2 separate regions of the Ovis aries genome follow, and region 1 is linked to region 2. The links are chromatin contacts, called in public Hi-C maps. All regions are on one chromosome and are shown on one strand. The core of a region is the stretch at or near the end of the contact, and the rest is flanking DNA. Distances in the headings are between cores, read along the strand shown.

Region 1 (3,401 bases), core at 646-3,145, 58 kb after region 2:
CAGTGCTTCAGTTCTCCACCTAAGGTCAAACTGTTCTTATTTTATACACCCACTGGAATCTAGGAAGTACAGAGCTCCCCAAAGACAACAAAGGAAGGGACAGAAGGAGGAAGCAACCACCTTTTTAATTAAAAAAAAAAAAAAAATCCAACTTGTTACTAGAAGCAACAGACAGAAAGATATGTGTCTACAGCTGCACAGGGCTCCCTTTAGCCTGGTATGCATTCCTGTCTTGGGAGATGTGGCCAGGAGGATGAGGTGCAAGAGCAAAGCCGCTGGGTATCAGCGGCCCAGCAGGGGCACAGGAGTTAATCTCTTTGGATGCCCAATTGCAGGAAGTCATTACATCATAGGCCTTTCCACACCTCTCTCCCTACCACGTGTCCAGTGCCCCAAGAGGCTGAAAACGAACAGTAGAGAGCCTCTCTTCAGGTTCACTTACAGGTAGAAGCCATTACGGTCCAGCCCTGCCAGCAAACCTCCCTCCCCAAGGCCCAGGTGAGGCGCCAGGCGCGGGTCCTGGGCACCTGGACCCTCTGCCTCAAACAGCGCCAGAATCCGGACCTCTGCGCAGAAGCCAGCAGGTGCAGCGAGTCCCCGCTGAGGTAAAAGGGCTGGCCCGTGCCAGGCCCCAAAGCACCTCAGAAGCTACCTGCTGTAGAGACATCTCTGAAGAACAGAGGTGTGGACACAGGCAAGGAAAGGAAACCGGCCAGGAAGAGGTTTACAACCACCGCTTTTTGTAATTGGATTGATGTGCCTGTGGGAGCGAAAACCCCACAAGCCCGAAAACTTGGGCACAAGGGTTCTCATCCAGGTAGTCACAACACACCACGCTTCAGCGACTGACTTAAAACCACAAATCCACTCCTCCCAACCCGTTCCCTCACTCCCCCCGTAGTGGCCTCGCCGCACCCCCACGATGGGGGACTTCTACTCCCAAGTTGGCCGCAGACCTACCTTCTCTGCGATGACCCAGGAATCCGGCAAATTCACTCCGGTCCGTCTGTCCTTCCCTCGCCGGTGTCCCTCAACCCCTCGCCTCACCTGGCCATGCCTGAGGTTTCCCCAGGAGCCTTCTCTCCTGCCACCTTCGCGGCCGTCCCCGGTTGCCCCTCCTCCGGGATCACACAAAACCCCCAAAACCTCACAGCGGAGGCTCTCCCTGCCAACCCCTCTCCCCCGCGCCCTCAGGAGCGCTCCGTCGAATCGAAGACGCGCCTCGCACTGCGCAGGAGGCCCGGCGGGTCCGGCCGCCCGCCCCAGGTGGGTACGCACCTTCCAGCCGGCAGAGCTGTTGCTGTCGCCCTTATCCTTGAAGTAGGGCACGCAGCGCACCATCCACTCATAGATCTGGGACAGAGTGAGCCGTTTGTCTGGGGAGCTCTCGATCGCGCGAGTGATCAGGTCGGCGTAGGACAGGTTCCCCCAGGCGTTCCTCCGCGACGAGCATTTCCTCGGCTGCCCGGAGCCCCCAGCCGTCCCCGGCTGCGGCGGTGGCAGTGGCTGCTGAGGCTGCAGCGGTGTCTGCGTTCCCCCGCTCAGCGCGCCCGCCGCGGGGGCTGGCCCGGACCCGGGGTCCTGCCCTCCAGGAGCCAAGAGCCGGGCCGAGTCCTCCAGGAGTAACCCAGAGCCCAGCGGGCCGCCCCCGCCGCCGCCGATCGCCATGGCCGAGCCGGCCCTACCGCCACCGTCCTCGTCGTCTTCATCGTCCTCCTCCTCGGGGATCATGGAGTCAGCAGCCGCCTCCCCAGAGGGCTTGGCCGGGCTCCCCTGGAGCTCCGGCCTCTGCAGGGGCCACGTACAGGAGCGCGGCCGGCTCTGGGGCTCGAACTCCGGGTCCAGCTCCACTTCGAGCGGAGAGATCGGGGCCGGGGAGGCCGGCGCCTCTGCCATCTTCGCCGCCCGCCCGCCCGCCCGCGGCTCGGGCTCTCGCGCTCTCCTCTCGCGCCGGGGCGGGGTGCGGCGGGGGAGGGACGGGGGCGCCGAGAAGGCTCGGGCTCCCAGGCGGCGCCGCCGCCGCCGCCGCTACAGCCGCCGCCTGGGGAAGCACGAGAGGAGAGAGAAGGAGAGTTGGTTATCCCGGGCTGGAACCCAGTCTTCGGCGAGTCCTCGCCCGCCGTCGCCGCCGCCACCGCTTCGCGACCGCACCGCGCCCGCCTCCCAGGAGCAGGCAGACCTGGAGACGTGCGTCCCGCGAACCTGGCGCAGCAGACGCCGCCCCCAGACCAGGCCGCTGGGGAGACGGGAGCGAATCGACGGGCTCGCACGGGGCACCCCCTCCCCCGCCGCCGCCGGAGCTGCAGGTCTCTCCTGGGCTAGGTGGCTGGGCGGGGAAGAAGGGGGAGGGGCGGGGCGGGGGAGGGGCGCGGGCCGCGCCTTTAAAGCGGGCAGCAGCCGGCGCTGGCGCAGCCCAGCTGCGGTCCGAGCCCGAGTCCGGGCGGGCGGGCGTGCGTTTGTTTATGTTTCGCTCGGGCCCGCTCAAGTGCTTCCCGCGACGCCGCCGCCAAAGTCTGTGGCGTCTTCGGCTCTTCTTCCAGTCCCCGGCCCTGCTGCCTCCGCGCCCCTCTGCCACCCCCTCCCAGCGGAGGGCTCGAGCCCGGGGACGGCGCGGGAAGCTCCTTATTTCCCTCTCTGCCCGCGGGCTGAGAGGGCAAGCGTGGGTCCGAGCGCAAACAGGCCCTTGTCACTTCCAGAAAAAGGGGAAGCCGGGAAAAAGGAGGGCAAGCAGCTCGGTGGGTATTTGCCAAGGGTCGAGCCGAGCGGCAACGGCCACTTTCGGGGTTTGTGAGGCTTATTCTCCCACGGGCGTTGTGCCTTACACCCCCTTCCCAGTGAAGAACGGGAGAAGGGGGCAAGTCGGAACGTAAATCTTCCAACAGGTCAGGAAGCACCAAGTCTCCCGGGCCGCCAGAAAGCTCAGACCAGCACGTTCTTCACCTCCTTGCTCCCGCTGCTGCCATCTTGACAGTTTCCCCCCCTTCACTCAAGTCCTTTAAAAACACTAGCGGGAGAGAAGAGGGGCGCGCACACCGAGTCACGGGGAGGGAAAAGGGAAGCGCCTGGCCCAGCTCAGAAGCAGATCCGGAGTCGCCGGGAAGGCGGTCGACCCGCTCACAGCTCCGGCGCCTACCTCGGTTCCTTCCCCTCAGGGACGAGGGGGGAGGACGCACAATCCCGCGCGGGCCTGGGGCACGATGAGGAAGGGGCGCGCAACCTCGGCCGAGAGGCGCTCCGGCCGCCGCCGCAGCCCGCCTGAGAAACCGCCTGTCAGCCTGCGCCCCGCCGCCTTCCACATTCCTCCTCCTCCCTTCCACAAGCAGAGCGGCCGAGGCAGCAACACAAAGTTATAGACACACGCAGGGTGCCTCAACCTAGGCTGACGGCGGGCGGGCGGGCAG
Region 2 (3,378 bases), core at 757-3,256:
CAGCAATCAGCATGGTGAACCAGGTAAGGCAGAGTCATCAGTAAACACAGCTGACCCTTGAAAATGTGGGGGACTGGGGGTTTAATCCATGTATAATGTACAGTTGGCTCTCTGCATCCATAGTTCCTCCAAATTCTCAGATTCAAGCAATTGCAGACTGTATTATACAGCAATATTTACTGGTAAAAAAAATCTACATATAAGTAGACAAACGCAGTGCCAGCCCGCCTTGTGCACGGGTCAACTGCGATGAGTCTGGTGCAACACAGGGATGGGGCTGACTGCCGGGAGTGTCTCACCCAGCTCCACTGCCCAAGTCCAGGCCTCCAGGTCCTCCCACCTCAGCAGCCCCCAAAGCCCCCTGACCAGTCTGGGTCCATTTCGAGGTGAAGCACAACTGGTACAGACTGAAAATGGCCTAGCATAAAGGTCAGATTCTTTTACTCCCCATTTCCAATCCACAGGGGGAGCGAATGCACAGCAACTGGACATCTGCTCCTTCCTGCTCCACCCCCCAACCCGATGTCCACAAGAGCCCTCTCTCCCACCCCTGGCGTGACCTCAGAAGCCACCATCAACCAGCAGGTCAGCAAGCAAGAGGGCATCTACCGACCACTCCTGCCTACAGCATGAAGAACACACTCTGTCCTGACCTTTGGGTGGACCTGTTCCCTTTCTTCCCACTGTCCACACTTACCTGCGGTCATTATTCCTTGACAACTGTTTCTGGAGTGCCCACCACACACTTGGCTTTCTGTAAGGGGTTGGGAAAAAGGTGAACTAGAGACAGTCTTCCCTCATGGAGCTTACCCATCCTCTTCACCTTAAGAAACTCCAGGTTGAGCTCACATGCCACCACCTATGTGAAATCTTTCCCCTGTTTCAAGTAGCTGGCTGTTAAGAGTTATGTCTGTGTGTTTAAAAATTATCTAAAATCAAAATCAAAATATTGGCATGGCCAGTGGGGAAAATAAAAGAAAATAAGATTTTACTCAGAAAATCTTAGAAAGAACATAAGAACATGTTACTCAGCAATATGAAGAATGCTGCTAAGTCACTTCAGTCACGTCCGACTCTGTGCAACCCCACAGACGGCAGCCCACCAGGCTCTGCCATCCCTGGGATTCTCCATGCAAGAACACTAGAGTGGGTTGCCATTTCCTTCTCCAATGCATGAAAGTGAAAAGTGAAAGTGAAGTCGCTCAGTCGTGTCCAACCCTCAGCGACCCCATGGACTGCAGCCTTCCAGGCTCCTCTGTCCATGGGATTTTCCAGGCAAGAGTACTGGAGTGGGGTGCCATTGCCTTCTCCAATATGAAGAATGGTAAAGGTTAAAAGAAAAAAATCCATGAAATCAATGATTCCTGGGAACAACAACAAAAAAATCTGACAAGGCAGAGAACTTTGATCCACTTTAACCCATAAACTGATTTTATCTTGCTCTCCCTGGCTATCTAGTTCTTCATTTCAAAAATCAATGGCCTGCCTGTGCATCTCAGGTCATTAAGTAACCAAGGAACATGGATTAAAACAATGAGGCTTGTGCCTTAAGGTAGGTGACAGACATTCCAGAAAACCACCACCACTTGCTAGGAGGACAAGATAGCATAGGCATCTGAACTGGCAACACAACCAGTGAGCGACATCCCCAGAAAGAGAGCTGGCGACCATCCTCGGAGCTCACGCTGCTCAAAGTGACTTGAACTCTCCCCGGGCCAACTGACACACCTTGTCTACGTGCAAACCACAGGAAAATACAGGGAATACACCTAAGCGAAACTAAACTAACGTCTGCTTCTCAGTGCCAAAGAAAATGTGAGCAAATTAAGAGCGTACTGGACACAAAGGAGCACTTTCTGGATGGCCAGGTCATACTGAAGCGCGCACCTTCGCAAACCGCCTCAGACTGCTTCCTCTGCTTCAAGCAGCTACTTCCCCACACCCCAGCCCAGCCTCCCCCACACCAGCTGTCTACCTAGCAAGAACTGAAAGGAAAAGCAGATAACTGCGCTTATGCAACACACCAGCTGAATTGAGACACAATTCTAAGTAAACCTGCTCTGGTCTCCCTCACAAGGAGGCGACAGGCAGGGAAAGAAGCCAGCACGTACTGAGCGCCCGTGCAGGGAAGGCACCACTCCGCATTTCATAACTCCAACAAAGAGTAACACCAGACAACTCAGCACGGAGTAATATTATTTCTAATTTCAAGAGAACGTGAATGAGCTCTGGCAAAGTGGGGAGCTCACCTCAGGCCTCACAGCTGGCAGCTGACAGGGGGGTAGGTCCCAGCTCTGACCCCAAGTCACATCAGCTCTCACTACACCAAAGGTGAGCCACGGGGGAGTCAAGATCTTGCCAGAAGCCTTGATACAGATTGTGGAGCTTAGAACTCTTCTCACCACAACCTCCTGGAGTTTCTTTAGTTTTAGAGAAATCATTCTTTTTACTGTTGTAGCTTTCAGAAGTTAAACTTTATAGGGAAACAATTAATACAGTGAAGACAAGTATCCCACACCAGACACCAGAATGCACCTTTAACTGAGGTGTTATAAACAACCTAGGATCTTCAGTATAGTTTTCATCAATAAAGAGTATAGTTTTCATCAATAAACTTACAGGAAGAAACTGTCATGACTATACAAAAGGGGAGATCACTCACCTAACAACCTAACAAAATTATTACTTCAATCATTATCTTAAGATTGAGCAAACTCACCAAGAAGCATGAAAATATTTAGAAACTGAACTTTTCACAGGAAACTAAACAAAAATTAAGAAAACCATAACTGCAAATACATGTCAGTTCATTGTATATAGTTCTATACACTCGATAAATTATAACAAATACCAGATAAAATATTTCACCCTCTATATATGGCATGTGTTCAGTGAACACTTTTTCAGTAACTGCAAAAAATATAAACATGAGAAATATCAACACCCATTTCCACTCAGTTGAGGATGTACTTGTGATTTCTTTGATCCTCACTTTTACACATAGAAAAAAGTTTTTAAAGAAATTAAAACATCTAAAGCTTTTACAAAAATGCAACACAAACCTTTAACCTTTTACACTTTGATTGCTGCTGCTGCTGCTGCTAAGTCACCTCAGTCGTGTCTGACTCTATGTGACACCATAAACAGTAGTCCTCCAGGCTACTCTGTCCCTGGGATTCTCCAGGCAACAATACTGGAGTGGGTTGCCATTTCCTTCTCCAACGCATGCATGCATGCTCAGTCACTTCAGTTGTGTCCGACTCTATGCGACCCCATAGACGGCAGCCCACCAGGCTCCTCTGTTCACAGGATTCTCTAGGCAAGAACACTGGAGTGGGTTACACTTTATTTCCTGCCAAAATAAAGCAGCAATTTAAA

Evidence for each region. A called contact is a pair of places that touch in the nucleus more often than the background predicts.
Region 1: a contact with region 2 is called in a Hi-C map of blood, with 3 times the contacts expected there. The contact joins the promoter of FOXO3 here to the enhancer-like site in region 2. A contact is called at or near these places in 7 of 16 Hi-C or Micro-C datasets (blood, liver, skin fibroblasts and 1 more).

The regions. Positions count from the first base shown.
Region 1 is chr8:28,921,101-28,924,501 of ARS-UI_Ramb_v3.0, forward strand. FOXO3 (forkhead box O3) reads right to left here and starts at 1,896. Exons shown (of 2, transcript NM_001267889.1): 1 at 1,279-1,896. The coding sequence starts at 1,896.
Region 2 is chr8:28,862,620-28,865,997 of ARS-UI_Ramb_v3.0, forward strand. All of the region lies in intron 1 of FOXO3 (forkhead box O3), which reads right to left. Among named protein-coding and RNA genes, the nearest start is that of FOXO3, 59 kb to the right of the region's middle. Within about 2 kb of position 2,007, at least 26 of the 54 cell types and tissues checked have an H3K27ac peak or open chromatin away from gene starts, as enhancers often do. A contact at or near this core is called in liver, where this site is marked.